Linked DNA regions of Drosophila melanogaster: regions 1, 2, 3 and 4 are each linked to region 5. The links are chromatin contacts, called in public Hi-C and targeted proximity ligation maps. All regions are on one chromosome and are shown on one strand. The core of a region is the stretch at or near the end of the contact, and the rest is flanking DNA. Distances in the headings are between cores, read along the strand shown. Region 1 holds the start of Ldh (Lactate dehydrogenase). Region 2 holds the start of LanA (Laminin A). Region 3 holds the start of tow (target of wingless). Region 4 holds the start of bin (biniou). Region 5 holds the start of MCU (Mitochondrial calcium uniporter).

Region 1 (2,700 bases), core at 31-2,530, 290 kb before region 5:
CACAAGAGTTTCAAACAATTATAGCAATTTGATTAATCCAATTATGGCATACCTATGATGATTAATAAATAAATAATACAATGACGTAGGACTAAGCTTATCGCAAATAGGAAGAGTTTTGGGGGGCCAAAGTTGAGTTTGTTGCCAATGTTTGCAATACTATTTCAGATTAGATTGCTAAAGATTATAAGTGCATATTGGAACTATTATCAGTGGGAAAATATTTATATAAACATATGGCACGTTTTTTAATTAGAATCTGCTTCAGGTTGAGTGTTTTCCTAGCTTGAATTACGACTGCAGTTATGAGTTCTGAAGAATTTGGGTGGGGTACAAAAACCCAAGAGTTCTGATGAGTTCCGCAAGTGTGAGGTACGAAAAGTCAGGGAAATGTCACAAATATATAAAAAACTAGATAATGATTTATGGCTGAGTGATCACGGTTTATTTTTATTGGGGACGAGTATCTAGTATTAGTAAGTATAAGTATTAGTGCCAGATAAAAGGGGGCTAATTGCTTTTTCTCTTTTTTAAGAATCTAGATATATTATTGACAAACACGGATTATTTAAAACTTTGTAGATACAACAAAAAATACAAAACTATAACTTTTCTCTTAATAAACAAAAATTCGTCATTAATTACAAAATATCATATTGGCATAAAAATTCGAGTTTTTTATATAAAAATTCATATCTTCGCCACACTTGTTGCAAGCTGTGAAAATGTGCGTCAAAATTGGGCCTACGCATGACCTTCTCTCAAAGTCAAATGCGGTTGTTCCACTTTACTTGGGCGGTGCGACGTCCCCCCGTCGGAAAATGGGGAAGTCAGCTGTTTGCGACATGGCGCATGCTCCCGTTGAAAACGAAAGTGAAAGTCAATTGTACGCCCAATTGCCACCCCACACCCTCTTCGCGGGAAACCCCGGAAATCCGGCCCACCCCACTAACGTCTCAGGTGCGGAAGGCCAAGGGCGACGGGGTTCGGTTTTCGGAACCGACCGATGCACTTGACCCTTGAAAGTTGAATGCACCCTGATGAGGCAGGAAGTTGACACCCAGTTTGTACTACTAATTTTCAGGTATCCTGCACAATCACAAATACTGTTTTTTTTCCAAGTGCATGCTAGTATATATACTTACTTTTGTATTGGTTTTGTTTTAATTCTCTTTTTTTTTCACTGGATTATTTTGGGCGCCTCTAAACTTTGAGGTCGTCGACGTTCCGTTCACTTTGCGCGTTCGTTGCGAACTGTTTGCACTTCAAGCGGACTGCTTTGGAATTTAGCTGCTGCCGCTGGATTTTGTAGCCTCCGCAGCCGCTTTTCTCTCACTACCTCTCTCGCTCTTTCCTTCGCAGCTAGTACACTTAGAAAAATGATATCACGAAATTGTGATATTCAAATGGACTAAAGTTGAATGTGTAGCTGTTGAATTTTTAGTAAAATCATATTAATTTAAAAATAGTGTAGTTTTATATCCAACTTAAAACAAATTTAAACAAATATAAAATGACATACACTTTATGATTGTTCGACTTGAAATATTATTTCTGTATAAATGGTAGAGTTAGTTAAGCTGATCATTTTTTTCAGTGTGGCCAGCTGTTTTGGACCTCTCTGCCAGCTGCGCCAGGATGAATGACGAAACGGCCTCTGCGGCGTTGTGAAAGTGAGCGGCCATTTCTCTCGCTCGCTCTTTCGCCGCCTGTGTTTGTTGGTGTTGCGCTCTCCAGAGTTTTTTGGCTCCATTCGGCCAAGTTAGTCAAGGTGACCTTTGCTGGTTTTCCGTATATATTCCTCTATTTATAGGCGGCACGTTTTCGACTAATTTTCCGGGATTTCGTTAGTGGAGTTGTTGGATAATTCTTCATTTACAATTCCCCTGCGGCATAAATTACATTTAGATCTTACATGCTGAATTCGTTCCATTTGTCCGAGTAGGTGGTTGTTTATTTGAGCCTCGTGACAGCAGCTGGGGATCTTTGGACTAACACGTGCCCAAGATCACATACACATAGGGGACCAGTTTATTTGAACGGATGTGTATGCAGCCAATTTTGGCCAACTGCCCAGTCAGGCGGCTGCTGCAGTTAATTTGGCCAACAGATGGTGCAGTGGATTATGTGTGATTAGGAAATACCCTGTACTAAGCAGCTTGTGTTATATGATTAAGCTAATATGCATATCCCTTTAATCTTAAAAAGGACCAGCTTTAAGAACACTGTCTGTTTAATTGGTTGCCTTTAAAAACATATACTCATTGGATTCCGTGTATAATGCTTATAAGCATTTTATTAAGAGTGTATGGCATTTCACACCTATTGAGCTGGATTTAAGCAGACTTTCGCTAATTGTTTCAAATACGTCATCCCCTGGTCTTCTGTACTTGCATTGTGGTTAGACAATTCCATAGAGAGTCCTCAAGAGATCTGTAGAGAAAAATAGAAGCAGAGGGAGATCCCCAGAGAGAAGTTGCTCCACCAGTTTGCCGGCGTTCGTGACTGACAACACATTTTACAGACTCAACATTTATTCGCCGGTGATTCACTGCACTCTCTCGATTTTCGCAAGCATTTCGACTTAATACGTCATCATTGCCGTCGGCTAGCTTGAGTTGTCAAAGCGGGGAAGGGGGTGGTGATGAGCGGTTTATTGCTCTCTCAATGTCACTGCAATTTAACGCAATCGTTGTGAAA
Region 2 (2,700 bases), core at 66-2,565, 330 kb before region 5:
ACCATTCCGAATGAACCGCTCGAAAAAGTCAATGCTCCGAGTCGGTTTCTAAGCAGCCTGTAAACCGAGAACTCCCATTCAAAAGTGTGTGTATGTATGTTCGTACATATCTCTGTGTATATTGTATGTAGGGACTGCTGACATACTGATAACCCACAACTCCAAAGCCTTCCCCTTTGCCAACAACAAATACTCGAGCTCAGCAACATTTTTTTCGTTCAGTTTTTGCTGTGTCGACGTCGACGAAATGAAAACCCATTAAAATTGTTTTCAAATTTTACGATCCGATCCCATCGGTCGAACCCGAAAACGAGTTGCATCCATCCACCGTCTCCCCGTCTCTATGCGTTTCTTAGGCGGATACCTTTGGTATCTTTTATGTTCTCTGCTGCTTACCTGTTCGAAGTTGATGGTCAAATTGACTTCATTGAATTTCATGCCCCTGGACAACGGAGGACTCTGCCACCAGGCCTCGGTGCCATCGATCGCGTTCTCTGGCGGATGATTCCTCTCCGGCACCGTGGGATCGCAGTAATCGCAGACCTACAAAAACGCAGAAAACACATGTTAGAAAAAGAAAATGGAATCCAAATTCAGTCCAGAGTATTTTTAGAGCCCAATTCGAATGTTCAACACATGTGGGGGACGTCTAAATGCAGTGCACACTTGAAATATAAAGTTTTGATTTTTAACTAAATAATAGTTTGAAGAAATTCTTAATTAAGTTGGATAACCAATATAATCGATTGTAATTTGTTATCTCTCCTGATTCAGCTTTATTTTGAAATTAAACATTAACTTTTTTTCAGTGTAAAGTTAAAGATTATCTCATCATGTGTGTATACTGAAAAGATTTTTGGGCGTTGCTGGATGTCGATTATAGTTACCTGTCCCTGGATAACTGAATAGTCGATATGATCGTGTTCCGTATTGGCTCCCACTAGTTTGCAGTAGAGCTCTGGTCCATCCGTATCCTGGCCACACGTAGCTGTGGCATAAATCTTCCTGCCCGTGGCCAGATTGAAATATGGTGGCGTTAGCTCCGCCTGGCAATAGGAGATGGCCAGGATTACTAGCAGAGCCCCAATGGAGGCCACTCCGTGCCCCATTGTGCCGAGAGTTCAAGCACCCGCGCTGCGATAACGACAGTCCTTTCTCCACGGACCACTTCCGGTTCTATCTCTTTCTTTCCCGGTTCACTTATGTATGTATTTCACTTTCTTATCTGCTGTATTTCACTTTTTTCACTGTTCTTTTCGTATTCCTTTGGTGGAGCTCATCCAACCGCACTGGATGGCTCTTCTCGAGCAACTGATGGCACCGCAGCGAGAAGTTTTCCTCGAGACCCCGAAAAATTTGATTTTGATAGTCGTCCGATCGGCTCTTTTCGTATGCCTTCGGCTTTTCTCGTCTTCGGCATTCTATACAGCTGAGAGAACGATAGTCTTTCCGACCCTATAATGTATTCACATCCTCTTATCCGTCTTATTTCAGAAAATTCTGAAGCCGGAATAAAAGATACGGATTATCGCCATTTGACTTATGAGGTTATATAATCATTTAAAATATATGTAATTGTATTTAATTTGTTCATTATATCAGCATTCTTCTTGGGTTCATCATAACCTAGGATAATACGAACGTTAGTTGCTAGGATTGTTAACTTAGTTCTATCACCTGTAACCAAAGTTACTTAAGACCAAGATTGTAACATCATTTCAATGCAGTTTGGTGCTTTTACTATCATCTCACATGAAATGTGTTTATAAGTTATAATGATAATTGTCTTTTGAGAATGCCCAAAAAATTTGACGAAAAATTCAAATTTCATGTGTGTTCCTTGATAAATATTCTTTCCTCATTACATCGCAGCACATCTAACTGGTCTCGCAGTTGGTGAGCAACTGATTAAACTGCAGCGAGAAGTTTTCCCGAGGCCCCAAAAGTTTTGGTGTTCGTAGTCGCTCGATCGGCAGTCGATCGGGTGCTCTTCTCTTTGGCACTTTAATTTAACTGAGAGAATGTCCGCTTATCCGATTTTGTTTTGCTCTGAACGTATGTTTACAAAATCTTTTCCAGCTATTTGTTTTTTTTCTCATTCGCCGGCCGGGCGGAATCGGAACAAAACAAAACGGAAAACCGGTTCGTTGTCATCGGGGAACGTTGTGGAATGGGTGAAACGCCTTCCGCTTATGAAGATTGACTTTAGCACTAAGAAAATGTATACTCTATCTTCTATTGAAATGTACTACTTTAAGCTTGAACGCTTGAAATAATCTCAACAATACTCCAGCCACAGCTTGATAAATTCATAGCGTTAAGCTGGGATAATTTCTTACTTTTAAGGGTTCTTAAATTGATAATATGGATAGAGCTTGTGAAAGAATTAAGCATTGATATTACAACACAAGCGATAGCTTAAAAGTACTGCTATTAGACACCGAACATTTTTATTAAGTTTTTATTGCAGCCTTTAACGTAATTTAATTTATATGTGCTTAGCCATTCGTGTAGCATTTAAAATCAAACTTATTTAAATGATTTTCCATTAAGCTATTGCCACCTTTCGTTTACCCAGAAGTGTAATAGCTTACTGAAGTAATTGTTGTTAAAGCAAAATAACTGCTACAAAACTCACTCAGGCCTGACCAAAGAATCGAAAATTGCGCACCTCAATTTTAGCCCACGATCGACAAAATC
Region 3 (2,700 bases), core at 137-2,636, 390 kb after region 5:
GCTTTTGCTCAATCCATAGATCAATGGGAAGATATCATTTCGCATTTGTTGTATATTACTTCCTGTTTGGCATGGACATATACATTTCATATTTTTCCCACCAGTCCGTAGTGTCCGTAGATGTCCTAGATGTCCTAACTGTCCACCCCTTGAGAGCGATATAGTCGCATTTCCAGCCCCCTGACGACGACACACGTCCGTGGCAATAAAAGCGCAAACGTTTCAATTCCGTTGCGGCTGACAAATGCACGGAAAAAATGCCAGCGATTCTGCCCCAAAAATATATTATAATGATAAAAAAAAATCGAGTGAATGGAAACGGACGAAAGTTTATATAGATGCTGTCGAGTGTTTTGATTTGTAACGTTTCTCACTTCATTATTATGCAATAAATAATGCCATCTACATGTTCCATCTAATATTATGCAGAAGGGCGAATCGCAGGGGGTAGTTTATTTGTCCTGCGATTTCTGTCCATCGGAAGTGGAGCGGAGCGATGGTCAGAAAATCATTGCTGTTGAAATTAATGAGGCCTAACATGACTGGGCGCGATTTTTTTTTTTGTGCGAAAATATTTTTGCGAAATATTAGGAAAGTATTGAAATATTGAATATGCCGGAGTACGTGGTTTCCGTATTGTCCGTGGTTTATCATGATATCCGTATGGTCCGTGGTGTCCGAGATGTCCGTGGTCTATATAAAATAATAAGTAAAACAAAATAGTTTTAAGAACAATTACAGTCTGTTCATAAAAAATTAAATTAAAATAGGGGTAAGTGTAAAACACCATTTGGAAACTTCAAGACCTCTGCTGGAGCTTTTTGGCATTACTGGAACAGTTGTCGCGTGGCCAAGAATTTCGAAAAGTTCCTGGCACGGAGCTTAAAGCGTGCTCTACCAGAAAAGTTTATTTACTTCTTCTATGCGTGTATTTTCCGATATCGATACCGATATCGATGGTACGAAAAAGAATGCATATCGGTACACCAACGCCAAATCAAAGTGCCAAAATGGCCTCGTGGCCTGCACGAAGGACCTGCTCACAACGAATCCTATATACATCGAAATCGTGAGTGCTACTAGTTTTGGTTCCTCGATTTAGAGCTTCGATGCAGTGTTGCGTTAAAGAAACAGGGCCTTGGGTCTGAGGAAAGTGCAACCCTTTTCTGTGTCCGTCGCTGATCCTGACCACGCCTTAACATTTTCTGGCACCGCCTACGCCTACCCCATGCCGACGGCGCCGACCTGCGATCAGCCTCCGCAAATGGTCACATCCCGTACCAGAACCGTTTGCCGAAAGCTCCAGCTCCACGGTAGCATTGAACCCCTGTGCGAAAGCTTCGCCTGAAAACCCACCCCCATTGCAGTGGGCACTCATCTCCATCGTTGTGTGTGTGCTGGCATGCCGCTGAGAGCGGTTCTCGCTTTTTGTGACACAAAGAGGAGTGTCATGCAGCATAAATTTCATACGAATTCCGCACACTCGCAACGCGTCGCAGATACTTTTCGGCAAAGTTTTCCGCAGGAAAAAGCCAGTGTAAATAAATTGAAAAAAAAAACCGAAAAAATGGGCGACAGTTCCTCTTAGTTATTAACAAAACGGTGTAAATAAATGGGCGTGTTCGTTAAACGGTAAATGATAGTGTATTTGCGACTGTGTTTTTATTTAACTGAATGGAATGGAATGGCCAAATGCGCCCAAGTGGTCAAGTGAGATAAATCAAACAAGTTTCTTTGGGGCGAAATAAAACGGCGGCCAGCCGAAAATCACCATGGGAATGGAAATTAAATGAAAATCCGGCAATCATAAATAAAACATAAATTATGTTTCGCTGCCAGTTGGCGGCAACAAAAATAAAATAATCAAAAAAAAAAAGGAAGATGTGAACCAAGCGGATATATTTTGATTTTTTTTTATAAATAGAAAAATCAATTTCTCTCTCTCCGAGGAGCGCTCTCTCTCTCTCTTTTTTGGCGCGCGCCTGTCTGTGTCCGTCTTCCCCCAAAACGGGCGCATGTGTGCGTGTGGTGGTGTGCGGTGTGTCTCGCGTGTCGGTGTCTATTATAATATCCAGTGAGCAAAAGCGAGTGGCCGAGTGCTCTCACTCACTCTCTCTTTCTCTCTCTCTCTGCGAATAATTGAATATAATTCAAGTGTTTTTGCTGCACACTATTTGTTGTGCTTATTATCGTTATTATTTGTTTAAATTACCAACGACAACATAAACAACAACAAGAGCACCACGCGCGCGTTTAGCACAACGCCGTGGAGCCACCTTCGAAGGCATCGAAAACATCAACAACATACAAAAGGCTCTCAAGGAGAGCGATTTGCGTAGTGCTGCTGCAGCCCTGGTCAGAAAAACCCTTTTATGGGTTTGTCCTGTTTACAAATTGACGCTGCAAATTGAATTTATAGCACGGCTGAAACAAGTGGATGAGTGCCAGCCAGGGACCCACTTAATTTCCGCTACGGTCCCCAAAATACAGAAGACAAATAAATGAGGAAAATGCCACTACAGTGAAGCATCGAGCAGTGGAAACTTGAAATATTCATAAATTTCGAGCTAAAAGTTTAGTTTGTGCCATATTAATAATGATATTACTAAATCAAATTCGTTCGTTAATATTTGATTCAATACCAAACGAGCACCAAAAGTATTACTAAAGAAATTTGCACTAATGGTTCATTCTAGACTT
Region 4 (2,700 bases), core at 101-2,600, 440 kb after region 5:
AATATATATTATGAGCTCTAAAAAGTTTTTAGTTTCTGAAATGAAAGATATTCTAGTTTTGTATGCTTTAGTACTCAAGTGAAGCATCTTTGTTTAAAAAAAATTTAATTATTTTGAATCTCAGTTTTACATAGTATGTATGTTTAACAAATTGGCTTAAAAATTCATTTATAATTCTAGCTTTATCTATGTTTATTTATTTTAACTAATAATACCCCCCCTTCGACGCCCATGTTTCCATCACCGTCACGGTCGTCTTGCTGCCAACGAGTCGGCGTAGTGCTGACAGCAATGGCGGCACTCAGCGTTGCTGCTAAACGTTCCGCTCTCCGGCGGTGTTCCGCTCCAGCCACCTACCCATCTCCCCCTGGATTCACATACCCATACCCGTACCCATTCCCATGCCCGATCTTGGTCCGGATCCGTGCCAGGCAACGACTAAATCAATTAACAGCTCGTTTCGAAATCCGAATGCCGCCAACAGCAGCAACGGCAGCTTCCTTTTTTTCCGCCGAATACGTTAATTCATTTGTGCCTAATTGCGGGGTTCGATCTTCGAGGATCTTTCTCTGTTCTTTGACTATTTATTAACTGTTGACTGGCCAGAGGGGCGGTGGCTGAAGGTAGACACTCCCAGCGGGGAGGTGCATCCAAATTCAATCCGAATTCGCATCGGAAACAATAGCGATAATGAGTCAGTAATGTGTGTGGGTTCCGTTCGCGATTTTTGGGGTCAGAATTGATTTAAATACGCTTTTGAACCAATTTTGCGACTAAACACAGATGCCATGTTTATGAAATTAGCAGTTTAGCTAACTAAAGTCGGACTGAAATGACTAAGTGCAAAATAGATCCCAATTGTAATTCAAGCCTCATCTTATGTGGTATTATTAATATAATTATTTTAAACTTTCATACTTTTCTTCATTATATATTATTTTTTAATTCAAAGAAAATTCAAGCACGCATTACATTTTATTTTCTTTGATACCATCTTATAGATCTCGATTTTCCCTTGAGTTCCGTTTGGGTTTCTTAGATACCTGGCATACTGAAGTTTCGCCATCTAAACGTACTCCAATAACCGCAGTCCCCAAGTCACAGACCTGAATTCTATATATTTTGCGTTTTGCTCCGAGAGGAAAACCCCGGGAAAACGAGCCAATTGGCGGCATTGCCCGAACCTATACATACGGTACATATGGGGAATCCGAGAGAGAAATAGAGAGAGAATCGAGCGATTTGCGTAAGGCGTGGGCGTACTAAAAAAAGAATTCCGGCCGATGGCAACTCAAGTGGATCGCATCGAATGGGATCGTGGTGCCAGTAGCGGGAGCGATATGCCATCCGTTTCAGTTGAGTGAGAATAGCCAAGCGGTGCGGTACTTTCAGTGGTTAAAGAAAATCCCACTCCGCCGGAAAGAATTGCGCGTACTTTCGATTCGAAATTATAGTGAAAATTATTTCAAAGAGAAATATTGATAAAAAAAAAACCAAAAATATTTTTAAAATATTTTTGAAACAACGCACGGTGTTTGAAACCGAAAAGCCCAGTGAAAATGATTAAAAGTGAAGAAGCCTCCGATCGTTCGGTTATGACCATGGATCAGCTGGGTGGCTACTACCACGATCCCCGCGCCCATCCCCCTTTCAGCCACCCACATGCACACTCCCACCCACATCAACACACCCACACTGGACATCCATATAGAGCTGGGAATCTGTTAACCGGTGGCAATTACCAGGCAATGGGTGGCGGAGAATCACCCACGGAGCTGATCGATGAGAAACCGAACATCGGGTATATGGAGCTAAAGCATTATATGGACGCTACGCCCACTGCCACGCCCGTTTCGGCAGCACAACATTATAGCCTAAGTGCGCTGCACAGCATGGGTACACCGCCGGCATCCTCCAGTCCCATACCACCGTACGGGGTTCTAATGACTGCCCATTCGGCTGGATCCGCTTCTCCGCAATCGAATTCGAAGACGCCCACGGATCTGCCGCAGGATTTGCAGTATGCGAGCTCCAGCACATCAACCGCCAAGGTGCAGCCATTGCAGGTGCAGCTGCAGCCACTCAACCATCAGTACGCGTCCACCATTAAGTACTGCTCCAACAACACCATACTCAGTGCGAACGACTACCAATTGCTGACCAGCCAGGAGCAGGCGGGGCAACAGCAGCCGCAGCAGTTGCCAGCCCAGCAGCTCCAGCATTCACCAGGCGGTGGCTACATGTCGCGCATTTCCACATCGCCGTCGCAGGTGATCAGCAATGCGCACGGCATGCCCGTGCTAAACTACTCCAGCTCGAGTTCCTCGCCTGCCAAGTCGCTCAACGGTTCCGAATCCTCGCCGCCCAGTCAGAATCATCTGGAGAACAAGGTTTCGGGCTCAGCGGTGGTTGGTACAGGTGGTTCCAGTCAGCAGGATGCGCCGAGCACTCCGGATACCACCAAGAAGTCTGGTACCCGGCGGCCAGAGAAACCAGCACTCAGCTATATCAATATGATTGGGCATGCGATCAAGGAATCACCAACTGGAAAGCTAACGCTCTCCGAGATCTACGCCTACTTGCAGAAGAGGTAACTATTGTAAGGCATTGATGGGGAAACAGTAACAGTTAAAAATTGAGTCTAGAAAATATCTGAAATATTGAAATGGTAACTTGCAGTTTAATAAATATCAAATAGGT
Region 5 (2,700 bases), core at 23-2,522:
GGCATGAGTGTGTGTGTATGCTTGCGCATTATAAATTATCATAAATAATATCATGAGGCATCATGAATAAATGCATAAATGCGCTTTGTTAGTTGTTTAATGTTTATTAGTTGGCAATGGCGAATTAAGCGCCTAATTGAGTTTACGCATAATCCAGCACTTTCGTTATTACTATTACCTCAGACACCGATTCAGCTCTCCTCATCGTAAAGACTCGATCAAATAACTTTTGACAACTCCAAAATACATAACTATGTACTACTATACACACGGCAGCCACAGAAACTTCTGTGTACCTTAAGCATTTCAAATCCATGCCACGACTGTGACTTTGTTCCAGCAGTTAACGAATGCTACAGTAAAACCCAGATATATATATATATCGGACTAGTACGTTAAGCATAAGGCTGCCTCTATCCCCTAAGTGTATTATAGATGTTTTTAGCCTAAGTAGACTTAAAATGCGCTTGTCACAGGCCTCGATGTAAAAGTGTAAAACTCTAGTTGTATTTTTAACGCAGCACTAAGCAAAGCTCTATTGTATAGTTGGATATATGCGTAAATGTATGAGGACTAGTTCAAGTTTAGATTGGTAATGCGACAATAATAAAAGCGAAATTATTGCAAGTGTAAAATGGATGCGAATTATTCATTGGCGCGTTTATGCGGGAAATTTGAAAAGTAGGTTTACTTTTGTACTAAAAAAACTATTTCAATCACAAGCCGACTAAACAGTCGAGACACGAACCTAAACAATGTTCTAAAACCAAGTAAACACGACAAGCTAAGACATGCACCTTTAACGAGGGCACCATCCACATTTATCGAGTTCAGGAACCAAAAGGAAAGAGTATTCGCTAGATACGGATAAAAAATTGTGTATTTTTATCGAATAAACGTGTGTAGAAATCGAAATGGCAACTTCAGCATATGACCCCAAAATTCGTTATTTTCAAAAAGCTTTGCTTCTCATTGACTATTATAATTATATGTAAGAGTAGTAAAAATTCATCCGATGGACAAGCACAATTACATTTATTTTACTGTGCCGCTTTGCCATATTACAAAATATAAATAAATAGACAACAAATTTAAAAAACAATTTATTTCTGTACAAGCATATTTAATTTTTTAAATATTTTTTTTGGCGCCACGTTATTCAGTGAAAACAGTGACATAACAGCATGGTAATCGATTGGTGCTGGGTGCGCACCGATAGTATCGATTAGGCATAGCTTTTCGTTTGCAGCTTCGGTTAGTTCATTTCTGTAGTTCGTTCGTGTCGGTTGTGGGAGTTGATGTTTTCTTATTTTATTGACAACTTTGAATATTAACATTCAAATACGCGCAATTTCGGTGTATATTTCCGAGTAACTAAAATTTATTTATATAAGAAAACAACGGTATATATGGTTGGCGCGTCGGTTTCAAATCGAAACCGCAAGCTATAAATTTAAATATCAGCTAGATAAGCCATAGAACGATAAAAGTAGCACGTGCTAACAGGTATTCGGCCACAAACGACAGTTGCAAAAAGAGTTAATTATTAATAATAATATCGCGTGTTCTCACAGCCGGCTTTAAATAAAAAGTCGTGGGCGAAGAGAGTGCAAAGAGAGCGAAAGAGAGAGTGCCGTGCAGCGAATGGTCCATTAAAACGGCGCGTTCCCAATAATTAAATTCCCAGAATATATATCTTTCCACATATGTATATATAATTTTATTCCGAGTGCTAATCGCTGGGTTTTAGCCCTATGTGCCGCGCATGAAAAGTTAAAGAAGATTCGCTTGGTAAAACCGGTAATTCTCTTCGCCCCTTCTCACAGAAAATTCTCCCGTTCTCCTTTTTCGCGCCCGTTCTTGGTTGTTTTTGTTGTTGGTTGCGGCTTGTTGCATTTTCCCTGTCACAACTTATACACTTTGTTAAAGTAGTCAAAATTAAACGTAATCATGTCAAAATGTTAGGTGAAAGTGAAATTCGCATTGGCCGCTTTTGTTTATTTATCGTGGGAGCTATCTATTCGAGCCTATCGGAAGATTCTAACGGTGCCTTTGAAATCCACGACGATGAAAGAGGCTTCGCTAAAGTTTCCGGTTCGAATAAATAATACCCGTTTCGCACATAGGCGTTTAAAATTAGATTTTGGCTGAAAGGTAGTGCCAAGCCTCTTAGTGTACTTGTATTTCTTATTTATTTTCTAATCCAAACAATAAGTTGGGCGCGGAATTGCAACACATTACTCATTATTTACCCCCCCATAACCGGTGTTATCGTGATTTACAATAAAAATAAAAAGGAGTATTCAGTGCTGTGGTGTAGTGTTCAATCCAGCCGTACAACCAGTTCCTGTTAAGCGAGCCGCATCATGTCCAGAAATAGGGCTGCCATGGTCAGCGCCTTTCGGCTCTTCCTGCGACCAGCGACCACCACCACCCATAGAAGTCTCGCCCTGCGTTTGGCCCCCGGCACCACCTTCGCCCTGGTGAGTGCTACATACAAAGTACCTACGCACATACACAGTTCAGGAAAACTATCTGGGGAAGTCGCGCTCCGGGGGAGCAGCTGTTTGCCACGGTATCGGATCTATAAAAATACACGCACTTGCTTTTCGAATGTGAATAAGCGCATGCTAACAACAAGGGGTAGTATTGTAGTATTAAGAAATGAGCCATTCAACGACGTATTGAGAAGTTATCTAG

The links. Hi-C and Micro-C count contacts between places; a contact is called where the count stands out from the background.
Region 1: a contact with region 5 is called in a Hi-C map of the Kc167 cell line, with 6 times the contacts expected there. A contact is called at or near these places in 2 of 107 Hi-C or Micro-C datasets (both in the Kc167 cell line) and 1 of 7 datasets of targeted methods (the Kc167 cell line).
Region 2: a contact with region 5 is called in a targeted proximity ligation map of the Kc167 cell line, with 10 times the contacts expected there. A contact is called at or near these places in 1 of 107 Hi-C or Micro-C datasets (the Kc167 cell line) and 2 of 7 datasets of targeted methods (both in the Kc167 cell line).
Region 3: a contact with region 5 is called in a Hi-C map of the Kc167 cell line, with 6 times the contacts expected there. A contact is called at or near these places in 1 of 107 Hi-C or Micro-C datasets (the Kc167 cell line) and 1 of 7 datasets of targeted methods (the Kc167 cell line).
Region 4: a Hi-C map of the Kc167 cell line shows a contact between it and region 5, with 4 times the contacts expected there. A contact is called at or near these places in 3 of 107 Hi-C or Micro-C datasets (the Kc167 cell line, cellular blastoderm embryo and pre-blastoderm embryo).

Annotation. Positions count from the first base shown.
Region 1 is chr3L:6,261,414-6,264,113 of dm6, forward strand. Ldh (Lactate dehydrogenase) reads right to left here and starts at 1,281. Exons shown (of 4, transcript NM_001274545.2): 1 at 1,146-1,281. It overlaps lncRNA:CR44522 (long non-coding RNA:CR44522), which reads right to left and starts at 1,986. Exons shown (of 1, transcript NR_124810.1): 1 at 1,595-1,986.
Region 2 is chr3L:6,216,707-6,219,406 of dm6, forward strand. LanA (Laminin A) reads right to left here and starts at 1,316. Exons shown (of 15, transcript NM_057269.3): 1 at 888-1,316; 2 at 397-543. The coding sequence starts at 1,109.
Region 3 is chr3L:6,941,470-6,944,169 of dm6, forward strand. It overlaps tow (target of wingless), which reads left to right and starts at 1,387. Exons shown (of 7, transcript NM_001274561.1): 1 at 1,387-1,632.
Region 4 is chr3L:6,989,272-6,991,971 of dm6, forward strand. bin (biniou) reads left to right here and starts at 1,351. Exons shown (of 4, transcript NM_079226.3): 1 at 1,351-2,590. The coding sequence starts at 1,560.
Region 5 is chr3L:6,549,467-6,552,166 of dm6, forward strand. It overlaps MCU (Mitochondrial calcium uniporter), which reads left to right and starts at 1,273. Exons shown (of 8, transcript NM_144449.4): 1 at 1,273-1,370; 2 at 2,298-2,483. The coding sequence starts at 2,367. It overlaps sfl (sulfateless), which reads left to right. Exons shown (of 7, transcript NM_079222.5): 7 at 1-638.